Regions from separate parts of the Canis lupus genome. Here region 1 is linked to region 2. Evidence: chromatin contacts called from public Hi-C data. All regions are on one chromosome and are shown on one strand. Each heading gives the region's core, a stretch centred on a gene start, on an enhancer-like site or on the middle of the called end of the contact. The rest is flanking DNA. Distances are from core to core; before and after follow the strand shown.

The links. Hi-C and Micro-C count contacts between places; a contact is called where the count stands out from the background.
Region 1: a Hi-C map of blood shows a contact between it and region 2, with 2.7 times the contacts expected there. The contact joins the promoter of KATNAL1 here to the promoter of USPL1 in region 2. A contact is called at or near these places in 2 of 9 Hi-C or Micro-C datasets (both in blood).

The regions. Positions count from the first base shown.
Region 1 is chr25:9,765,104-9,770,232 of UU_Cfam_GSD_1.0, reverse strand. It overlaps KATNAL1 (katanin p60 ATPase-containing subunit A-like 1), which reads right to left and starts at 2,897. Exons shown (of 12, transcript XM_038573356.1): 1 at 2,750-2,897. LOC102155683 (a long non-coding RNA gene) reads left to right here and starts at 3,008. Exons shown (of 3, transcript XR_005378406.1): 1 at 3,008-3,702; 2 at 4,579-4,931.
Region 2 is chr25:9,483,950-9,489,133 of UU_Cfam_GSD_1.0, reverse strand. USPL1 (SUMO-specific isopeptidase USPL1) reads left to right here and starts at 1,938. Exons shown (of 9, transcript XM_038573350.1): 1 at 1,938-2,231.

The sequences.
Region 1 (5,129 bases), core at 1,648-4,147, 280 kb before region 2:
ATACAAACCCGACAACACCACTACTACTCCATTCGAAATTTGATGGCTGTCCCATGTTGAAAAAAAAAACCTTCCAAACTCTTTATCATGGTACCAAGTACTTTACCATCTTCCACCCACTACACTGCAAGTACTCATACTCTGGGACTGAGGTATAAGAAAGACCTAGGGTTCTGCAAACACAAACCACTAGAAATTATCCTTTGCCATTTGCCTAAAATGACTTTCCTCATCTTCTCTTCCATTGAAAGGTTACTCAACTTTCTTAACACAAGTCAAATGTCACACCATACTGGAAACTTCCCCTAATCTCCTTAGGGTCAGAATCTTTCTACCAATGGGTACAGAGAATGGCATCAGGGGCTGAGATCATGACTTAAATGAGTTATACCCCACCTGAGTTGAAATCCCAGGTTCAAACTTTATCACCTATGACTCTGGACAAGATCTCTTAGTTTGCTTCCTCATTTCTAAATAACAGTAGCTAGAAATTTTTATGAGAATTAAATAATGGGCTACGTGCAAAATACTGCACGGAGCCTCACTAAAATTAAGTATTCAATAACAGTTAAATGTTATATGACTATTTATTCCCACTCTGGGATCCTACAGTAACTTGCACCTACCTCTATCATACTATTGTGATGATGTAACTGTTTGCTCATACAGAACACAGATTATCTTCTATCATCTTTTTATTCCCACTACCAGGCATAATATACAATATAATAGGTTCTTTTGTAGATTTTATTTATTTATTCATGAGAGACACAGAAAGAGGCAGAGACACAGGCAGAGGGAGAGGCAGGCTCCATGCAGGGAGCCCGATGTGGGACTCGATCACTGGACTCCAGGATCACGCCCTGAGCCAAAGGCAGACGCTCAACCACTGAGGCACCCAGGTGTCCCCAATATAATAGGTTCTTAACAAATCTTGAATAAACAAATAAAATGCTTCCAACCCCTAATAAGGCCTCAATTTTTTTATAATGGTCTTACAAAATTTACTTTCCATATCCTTGTAAAAAATTGGTACTTTAAGTAAAATTTACAAGCCAGTCTTATTTTGAGAAAAAGGGAATTTTGTAGGGGCGCTGTGTTATTTTCTTGTTTAAAACACAGTCTGGGGAGCTGGGTGACTCAGTCAGTTAAGCATCTGCCTTTGGCTCAAGTCATGCTCCCAGGGTCCTGGGATCAGTCCTGCATCAGACTCCCTGCTGCTCAGTGGAAAGTTTGTTTCCTCCTCTGCCCTTGCCCCTTCCCACTTGTTCTCTCTCAAAACTAATTTTTTTTTTTTTAAGTTTAAAAATAAATAAATAAATAAAACACAGTTGGTCAAGTGTCTGCCTTTGGCTCAGGTCATGATCTCAGGGTCTTGGGAATCAAGAAGCTCTGCTAAGCTGGGAGCCTCCTTCTCCCTGTCCCTCAGCTGCTCCCTCTGCTTGTGCTAATAAATTCTTTTTTAAAAAAATGATGTAAAACACACAAAATAAGACCACTCTACTATCAATTTTTTCCACATACTCTATAAAATACCAAATTTCTAGGATCGTTATCTACCTGTTGAAAAAATTTTAAAAGATAATCAAGGCAGGTTTTTTAAATCTGGTGGGCTTCCTTACCACCAAGGCCTGAGCCAACTCTAAGGACTAAGGTGTATTGCAGAGTTTTTTGTTTTTTGTTTTTTTTTAAGTAGAACACGGCATTTTTCATTCTGAAAACATGCTACCGAGAAATTCTAAAGAACATTAAAATAATCAAAGAAAATAATTACTACTACTCACTGCTTTAAAAAAAAAAAAAAAAAAAGACCAGTCTGTGCTTTAAAAATCACTAGTAATTTAAAGCTAAATTAATCTTCAAATATGTGTAGGTAATGTTCAAGCTAGTATTAAGTAGGGGTGAGGGGGGCTCATTTTACAATATTGACCCTCAATAAATAAAACGCAAAAGGCAGAACGGTTTTTTTTTAAGGTATTACTATATAATAGCATGGTCTCTACTTCTACACTTGACCTTTAAATATTAATGCCCTCTGAGTAATTATTAATGGCTTTAATATGCAAACACCTCCGAGCTACTTCAGAATAAACATGATTAAATATCTAAAAATAAACGTATTAGGGAAAGGAGAAAGGCCTGTTAAAAAAAACCGTTTCTCGGTCTCCCATCAAATGTGTGCCATACATACGGTTCGGCACCGAGCGGCAGCAGCAACCTGGGAGGGTCAGAGGCGCCGCAGGCCCGAGGCCCTGCAGCTGGGGCGGCTGCTCATCACCGAGACTACCGGGGGCGGTGGCCCAGCCCAGTCGGGGTGGGGCTGAGCGCTGTTAACCGGGGCGGGCCAAACGGCAGGACGGGAAGCCCAAGTCTCACCTCCACTTCCCTTTCCCAGCGCAGAGCGCAGTTCGGCGACCACCCAAGAGCCCCAGCACCACAAAGACACAGATTTTCTCTGGCCCGGTAGGCTCAAAGTTTATCGGTCTTTCCCAGCAGCCAGGGCCGCCGGGCTTTGTAGTTCGCCGGTCCAGGCCACGCCGCCACGGCCGCAAGCCTGCGGGGCCGCTAAACTACGATCCCCATAATGCCCCGCGAGCCTCGAGCTCCCACTGTTCTCCACCTCCCCTGCCGGCGCCCCGACCGCCGCGCCGCCGCACCGCCTAGGCGGCGGGACACTGGGTGGGGCTGTCAGCCTGGATACCCCCCCACCTGCTCTCCTGCTTGCGCCCCTCTCCCTCGGATTCATTACCTAGGTGCCGCAGCTCGGCCGCCGGTTGGTGATGCGGCCCGGTTGGGGGAAGGGCACAGGCCTCTGCGGCCGCCGAGTCCGTTAGTTCCCGACGTGCGTGAAGAGGCGGCGGCGGCGGCGTACGGTTGCCATGGCAGCCGCGAGGCGAGCGGTGGGGGGAGCACAGAGGCTCACAGTCAACTCGGGGGAGGAGCCTGAGAACCCCGCCCGGGTGCGGGGGAAGGGCGGCGCAAGGGTGAGGCGGAGAGGGGCGGGCGGTGACCTGGAGGAGGACGCGCGGCTGATCGAGCTCGGGGACTGCCCGACGAGCCCTGCCGCGGCCGCGGCCAATCCCTCGGCCGGACGCTGGTCCGCTGCGGTCGGCGGAGCGCCTCGGTGCCGCTCTATTCTGAGACGGTAGCTGTGGCGCCGGAGGAGGCAGCGCCGGGCGTCTCGCCGCCGGGCTCCGTAAAGGTCGTCGGGCCCGGGCCGGCCCGTCCCCCTTTGGCCTTTCCACCAGCAAAATCCCATTTGCAGTGTTGCACACCCTCTGCCGCTTTCGGAGGAGCAGGGTGGAGAGGAGTCCCTTAGTAAGGTGTAGAGCGTACGGCCTTTCGGATTGTTGAGGTCTGAGAACGCCTAAGAGGCGCCGATTTGGGCTGAACGTTTGAGGCGTATGCTATTCCTGAGGTGATGGTTTGTGGACTCTGCAGCAGCCTTCTCAGAGGTGCGGGGCCGGGGCCGTAGAAACCGTAGAAACCGCAGAACCGCTTCTCGGTTCCCGCCCTGCCCCTACCCGGGGCAGCGGATCCCCGGGGGCAGTTCACTCCCGGATGCGGAACGCCTTACTCTGCAAAATGGAGACGATGTCTAGTGCCCAGTGCCTTGGAGAAATCAGGGCGTCGATACCGATGGACCACTGTGAAACAAAGACTGGCATTTAACAATGTTTAAATCTTATTTAACCCTTCGTGGTAAGAGTCAGAAGAGGGGTGGCCGGAGGGGAGGCTGGGGTGCGGCTGAAGACGGAATTCTCTAGTGATGGAGAAGCTCTGTCTCTTCCTTAGGCTTCGGGTTACAGAGGCATATGCCTTTGTCAAAACTCATGGAATAGTACCCGTAAAATCTGCACATTTCACTGTAGGTGAATGTACCTCAAAAAAAAAAAAAAAAACATAAAAATAATTCAAGATCAGTCTTAGCAACTTACAAATATACAATACAGTGTTGTTAACTTTGGTCACCAGGCTGTACCTTACATCCCCAGGACTGACTTATTTTACAATAGGAAATTTGTACCCTTCGACCACCCTCCTCACCCACTACTCCCAATCCCCACATCTGGCAACCACCAGTCTGTTCTCTGCATCTGTAACATCGTTATTAGAGCTGTAGACTCTAATAGAAACCACGGAGATGGTCTCTGTCCAATCTCCAGACTTTGCAGATGAGGAAAATGAGACCTAGTAATTTAAATAAACGGAGGAAGGGGGGCGGCAGAATTACCCTGTCATTTTCTACCAATAAATGTCTCTTGAGAAATTATGATTGAAAATAGCAAGCTGCTTACTGTGCATGTCATCCAGTTCTCAGTCGGGGTCACCTTGTCCACAGAAATTTTGTTAAAATTGACTCAAGTCCCTTTCCCACCTCGTGTGGAAAGGCCAATGTTCTCTCCAAGATGGTACAATCCCTGGGGGTTTTAGAATCTCAGGGTCACTTCTGGCTGAGTTCTTGCTCTCTCTGAACACATGGACTCTCTCACATCTCACCTTCTGCAGCGCTTTTCTCTCCTGCTGACACAGTTTGGAAATCAAGCCCTTTTCTTTGGTTGGTCATTTGTATAACAGGTTCCGCTGAAGGTTTGGAGCAGCTGAAGGGTTTTAAATGAAGGATGCAGATAACCTAAAGTTAGAATTCCCTGGTCTTGGAAGGACCTCGGTATCCTAATGGCATTGGTATCCACCAACCCATATCCTTTTTCAGCAGAAATGGCAACCCTGCACTAACCAACATCTCCCTGGCCCTCTCTCTCTTCTTTTCTCTCTTTATATAATACTTTTAGTTATCTCTGTTTCCTAACCTATACCTTCAGGACCACCTTCTACTCCTCAACTATTTATCAAAGTATTTTCCTACACAAAGAAAGCACTTGGCCCAAGAGGAACTGTAGTGCCAGCTATCAAAATCATGTTTCAACTCGGTATGTATCTGCATATTCTATTTGATTCAGCCCAGAGTATACTCAGTAAATATTAAGCTTATGCACATGACCTATCTAGGCTACCTGCATAGGGGGTTCAGTTATGAAAACTTTTCAATGCAGGGACACCTGGATGGCTCAGCAGTTGAGCGTCTGCCTTGGGCTCAGGGCATAATCCCAGAGTTCTGGGATTGAGTC
Region 2 (5,184 bases), core at 689-3,188:
AACTTAATAAAATCTCTTTAATTAGATTGTTAGTTTTTAATTGGAAACAGGTAAATAAAACTTCTGTCCCACACTGCTGACAAGGAGATTGCTTTAATTCTTTTTCTGGGACTAGTGTACATAGGAAGGGGCATTCAAATACACTAGTAAAGAAAAAACATAAATGTATTTATTTTTCTCAACCTGGGCCTGCTACTTTAAATGAAAGGAGCCTTTCTAGGCAAGGTCTTCTAACGGATTGTCCTATGATGCCATCATTCTTTTTACCTTATCAAGTCTTTCAGAACTTTTTAAATCTTTTACAAGAGGGGAAAAGCTCTGGCGTCAAAACTCAGCATATGCTAAAATCCTGTTTTCTTTCCACATCCCAAACCCCACATCCATTTTGTTTCTGTTACTATTACATACTTTTTCCTGGCAAGAAAAAAAAAAAATCAAATTTGCACTAAAAGACATAAATCAACTTTACAAACGTTTCATTATATTATATCAAATTTAATTATAAATTATATCAAAATTCAGTTTGGCGATGTTGATTTCTCAATATTAAAATTTAAGTTACAATTTTTAACCGAATGAATTATCTTTGTTCAACTGACAAACACTTCAGCAAGCATTTATTACAAAAAAAAAAAAAAAAAGTGTTTCCCATCCTAAAAATGGAAACAGCAACGGTGAACAGGAAAAACTCTGAGTTTGGCTATCACTTCAAGAAGGAAATACTACATTCTCGTATTTTCATAATTCATTTGAAAAAGAAAACTAGCTATATCTTACAACAAACATACCAGTATATTAATAATCAAGTACAACGATAGAAGGTAAACAAAACCTAACCAGCCTGCTTTTCAGTCTGGAGAAAAACAAACTCTCTATTGGATTTCTTGGCCACATGCAGTCGTTTAAGTACCGAAAACTAAAATCCTTTTTACTGAGGAATTCCTTAGTTACAGGACTTGTGTCCTCTATACCGTCCTATCAAAATTACCAGCATTATTCCAGAATATAGTTTAGTTTTGAGACCACTAGAAATACCCCCACAGTCCCAAATGCCAACGGTGGTCACTCTGTAAGAAGAAACGGTCAGAAACTACGTATCACTCTAGGACACAAAAGCAATCGCCCAAAAGGACTTCTCGAATACGCTGCTCCAAGATGCAGAACGCAGGTCAGAAATAGCCCACGCGGGCACCATGTCCCCTAAACCACATGACCTTCCTGCGAAAGCAGAGTCTCACACTTATCCACTAAATGAGAATTCTCCCTTCCTGAGAACAAGGCAGGGCAGTTGAGACGAGCGCAGCAGGGACAGGCGGGCTGCTGACCACTCGGGACGGGTCGTGGAGAGCAACGTCCCTGCGCTCTGGCTACTCCCCTTACCGTTAGAAGATCTGGGAGGGAGGAAAGGAGGAGAAACACCCCAGAATCCTGGCAGAAAAGCCCCTGGCCTCGAGGCTGGGGTTTGGGGAGACAGGGAGGGGCAGCTCCGTGTGTGGTGACCCTGTGTGAACACACGCTCTGTGGCTGCTCGGCTCGCACCGAGGCTTTAGGAGAGCGGAGTACGGGGGCCGCGCGCGACCCACGCCCGTCCGGCGAGGCCGCGGCGCGGCAGGCACGCGCCACCTCTGCAGGCCAGGGAGCCCGTCCCTCGCCCGCCCACCCACCCAGGTCACTCTCCGCCGCGGCCGCTTCCAACCCGGGCTCGCCCGGGCCAGGGCGCGACGCGGCGCGCGCCGGACTCTCTCCTCAGCGTAATCCCTCCGCTGCCGGACGCGCACTAGTTTTAATCACGCCCCACCCCCTGGCCGCTGGCGTCACCTCCGCCACTCGAGCGCTTTCCAGCAGCTTCCAGAACCGTCGCCTCCCCAAACCCAGCCACTCACAGATGCCGGGCTCGGCAGCCACCGGCCCCGCCCCTAGCCGTCGCCGCAGCGGAAACCTGCGACTGCGACAGCTAGGCGGACAGCCACGCCTCTGCAGAGGCCGCCCGGAAGCGCTCCCGCTCTCGTCTTCCCCGCCTCGCTGACGTCCTTTCGGGCCCCGCGCCCAGCAGGAAGGGGAACTCTTTTGCGGCGGACTCAGACCGGAAGCCGCTTTTGTAGCGGAGAGGCCGGTGGGGGAGGAGCGGGCCGAGGGGAACGTGGGTTGAACGTTGCGGAGGGTGTCGTGGACCCAGGCTGGAACGGGAGTGCGGACCGACCTGGTGCCAAGAAGGGGAGTGCGCGCGGCAGGTGAGGGAGGAGAGGAAGTAGTTTCCGCCGGGTCCCGAAGTCGGGAAGGCGGACGGAGCGGGGGAAGAAGGGCCGCCTGTGGGGCAGTCGGCGCGCCAAAAAGGTGGGCTAGGCGGGGGTGGGGGGGGGGGAAGGGGCTGGGACGCGGCTCGCGGGGAAGGGCTGCTAATGCAGTTACAGAGTTACTGGTTCGTTTTGGCTCCGAGAGGTAAATGCTGAAGAGAAACCAGAGTTGTGTTGTTTTTCGCTCTCCCAAAGAGCGCGGAGGTGGGGAGGGTCAACGAACCCTGCGCCTCCCCGGGTTTCTAAGGTTGGGTTTTGAAACCAACGTGCCTTGGCCCTGTGCGTCTAGGATTCCGGACGGCTGGGTTTCGGTGCCGGGCCGGGCGCCCAAAGCCGACCCTCGACCCCCTTCCTCGGCTTCGGGTCTGCTGTGGCTTTACCTTTTAGCCAATTCTTGTGCTGAGCCCGCCTGCTGGCGGGGAGACGGAGGGGTGTGTGCAAACTCAATGGGCTTAAGGCTCTTCTCGGAGCAGCTGGTTCTCTGGGTCTCCCCATTGTGCGCACGGGACTGGGAAACAAGCTTAATTGCATGGCTTTCGTCATTCCCAGGGCCAGCTTTACACATTTCATTGTGCTGTAACTGAGTTCATATGAGGCTAAGTAGTGCACTGTCGGCGTCCGGGAGTATCCGTGGCTTACGGGAGTAATGAAAAAAGGGCGTCTGGAGAAAGGTGCTGAGGGTAAAGTGGAGTAGAGCATGGTGAGATTGGAGAGCGAGGTTGGTCGCGAGTGCAATGAGCGTAGTAGGCAATATGCATAGTATGATCCTCAGGTTCATACTGAGCTGTTTGGAATTTTCCATAATCAGGTTGGAGTAAATAGATGACTTTAAGCCGAGCCATTGGATGTTGGAGTAAATAGATGAATTTAAGCCGAGCCGTTGGCAGACCTCGGACTTATTACAAGCGTCACTTTGGCAGTGATAGAGTGAGGATGGCTTGGAGAGGGGGGATTTGAGGCTTCCAAAGAACTGTCCACAGAATTTGGTGACTTACTGCATGAACAAGTGGGGAGTGAAAGTTTAGACAACCACTCAAATTTTCTATTTTCTAGTCTGTGTGTTTACGGAGAGGAAGATAGCAAAATCTAGGTGGGATACAAGAAAAAGGATCAGGTTACTTTGGTAGGGAGAACAATGAAGACCATCACTGAGGGCAAGTTAACCTGTAAGAACCACTCCAGGGTTTTTGTAAAAAGACAAACGAAATTGTTTTTGGAAGACCTGGACAGCTTACCTCTTGATATTTTCTTAAATGAATTTTCTTTTGTGGGGTTTTGCATATTCAGAATTTCAACTACCTGTCTGCTTTTCCCGTTGAAATGTTGGCTGCTGAGATCAGGATCAGAGCCGATCTGAAGGCTTACGTTTTACTTTTATAATTGAGAGATAAAACAGGCCAAAAAAGTTCTCTAGTTCCTTCAGGCAGATAGAGATTTTCATCAGAAACATTTTACTCAGAATACATAAAGTACTGATTTTTCTTTTGAGAATCCTGCAGAATTATAAGATAACAGCATGTTTGCTACATACAGTGAAATATAAAATTAGCACAGAATAAAGAGTTAAAATATACTGTCTGTTCAGGTACTAAGCATTTTACATATTTTGTTGTATTAAATTGTTAGTACGAAGCAGTTTTACAAATTTCTGAACCCAGATGTACAGTTATAAAGCCCATGCTTTGAGCCACTCTGGAACCATAAGCAGTTTGACTCTTTTCCTTTATAGTTCCCTTTTTAAAGTACATTAAAGATAGAGCCAACCAAAAATAATAAGTTGGTGTTGTCTGTGAGGAACTGAAGAAGTAGAAGTTAGTACCAAACTTATTTTTATGTTTTTGGCAGGAGTTCTCAGAGGGACAGCTTTGCTTCCCAGGGGTCATTTGGCAGCGTCTGGAGACTTTCTTGGTTGTCACAACTGAGGAGTGCCAATGGCACTTAACTATCTAGTAGGTAGAAGTCAGTGATGTTGCTAAACATCCTACGGTGTACAAGACAGCCCTCACAGCAAAGAATTATCTTGTCTAAAATGTCTACAGTGCTGTGGTTGAGAAATCCTGCCTTTAGCAATATTTCTTCAGGAATGGGAAATTGAGATTCACTTCCACTTTTCTTAGAAGCATTTTTATTTTTGAAATTATTCCTTGGCTTGAAATATGTGTAAAATTTATACTTCTGAAACAGAATAGAGTAACTGGTTTTTAAAGTGTATCCGAAAGCCACATTTTCCCAGGAGGTGGTTGTCAAAGAAATTCTTAGATTTGGGAAAGACTTGCTTGAAATTATTTTACAACATACCTACTAAGTGGCAATTCACTCTGCTTTAAAGTCTTTTGTGTCTGATTTCCCAGTATTTTAAATCAGTATCTAAACTACTCTTAATAATTAATTTTTCCTTATCCTGAGCTCCAGTCTTATAATTTTGACTTTACTGAATGTGATTCTATTCCATGAAATTACTCAAAGCAAGCTTGTAACGTATAATTTGTACTATTGACATGTCTATATTTTTGTCTGGTACAGTTCATTTATTATGAATTAGTGTATTGTTGGAAACTTAAAAAAATAGCATTTTCTTGGTGACTTTGGTGGTTGAAAGCAGTAGGGGTTCTTTTGTCTCTTTCAAGCGATGGCACAATAGACGTGGGGTCTTTAAAATACATTCTTAGTATAATGCTGACATAATTGTTTTAGATTATGCAGAGACTCTAAAAACTTGGGTTTTTTTACTCTGATCAGTATAATTTTTAATTTAAATAATAGTTTGCCTTTATTATAAGTTTTAATAAATTTGCATAGAAATGAGTCTGAAACTTTGTCTTTATTGCTAGTCTGCTATCTTCTAACAAATTTACTAGGTTTATAAGTAAATATAGGTAATTGGTTTTCA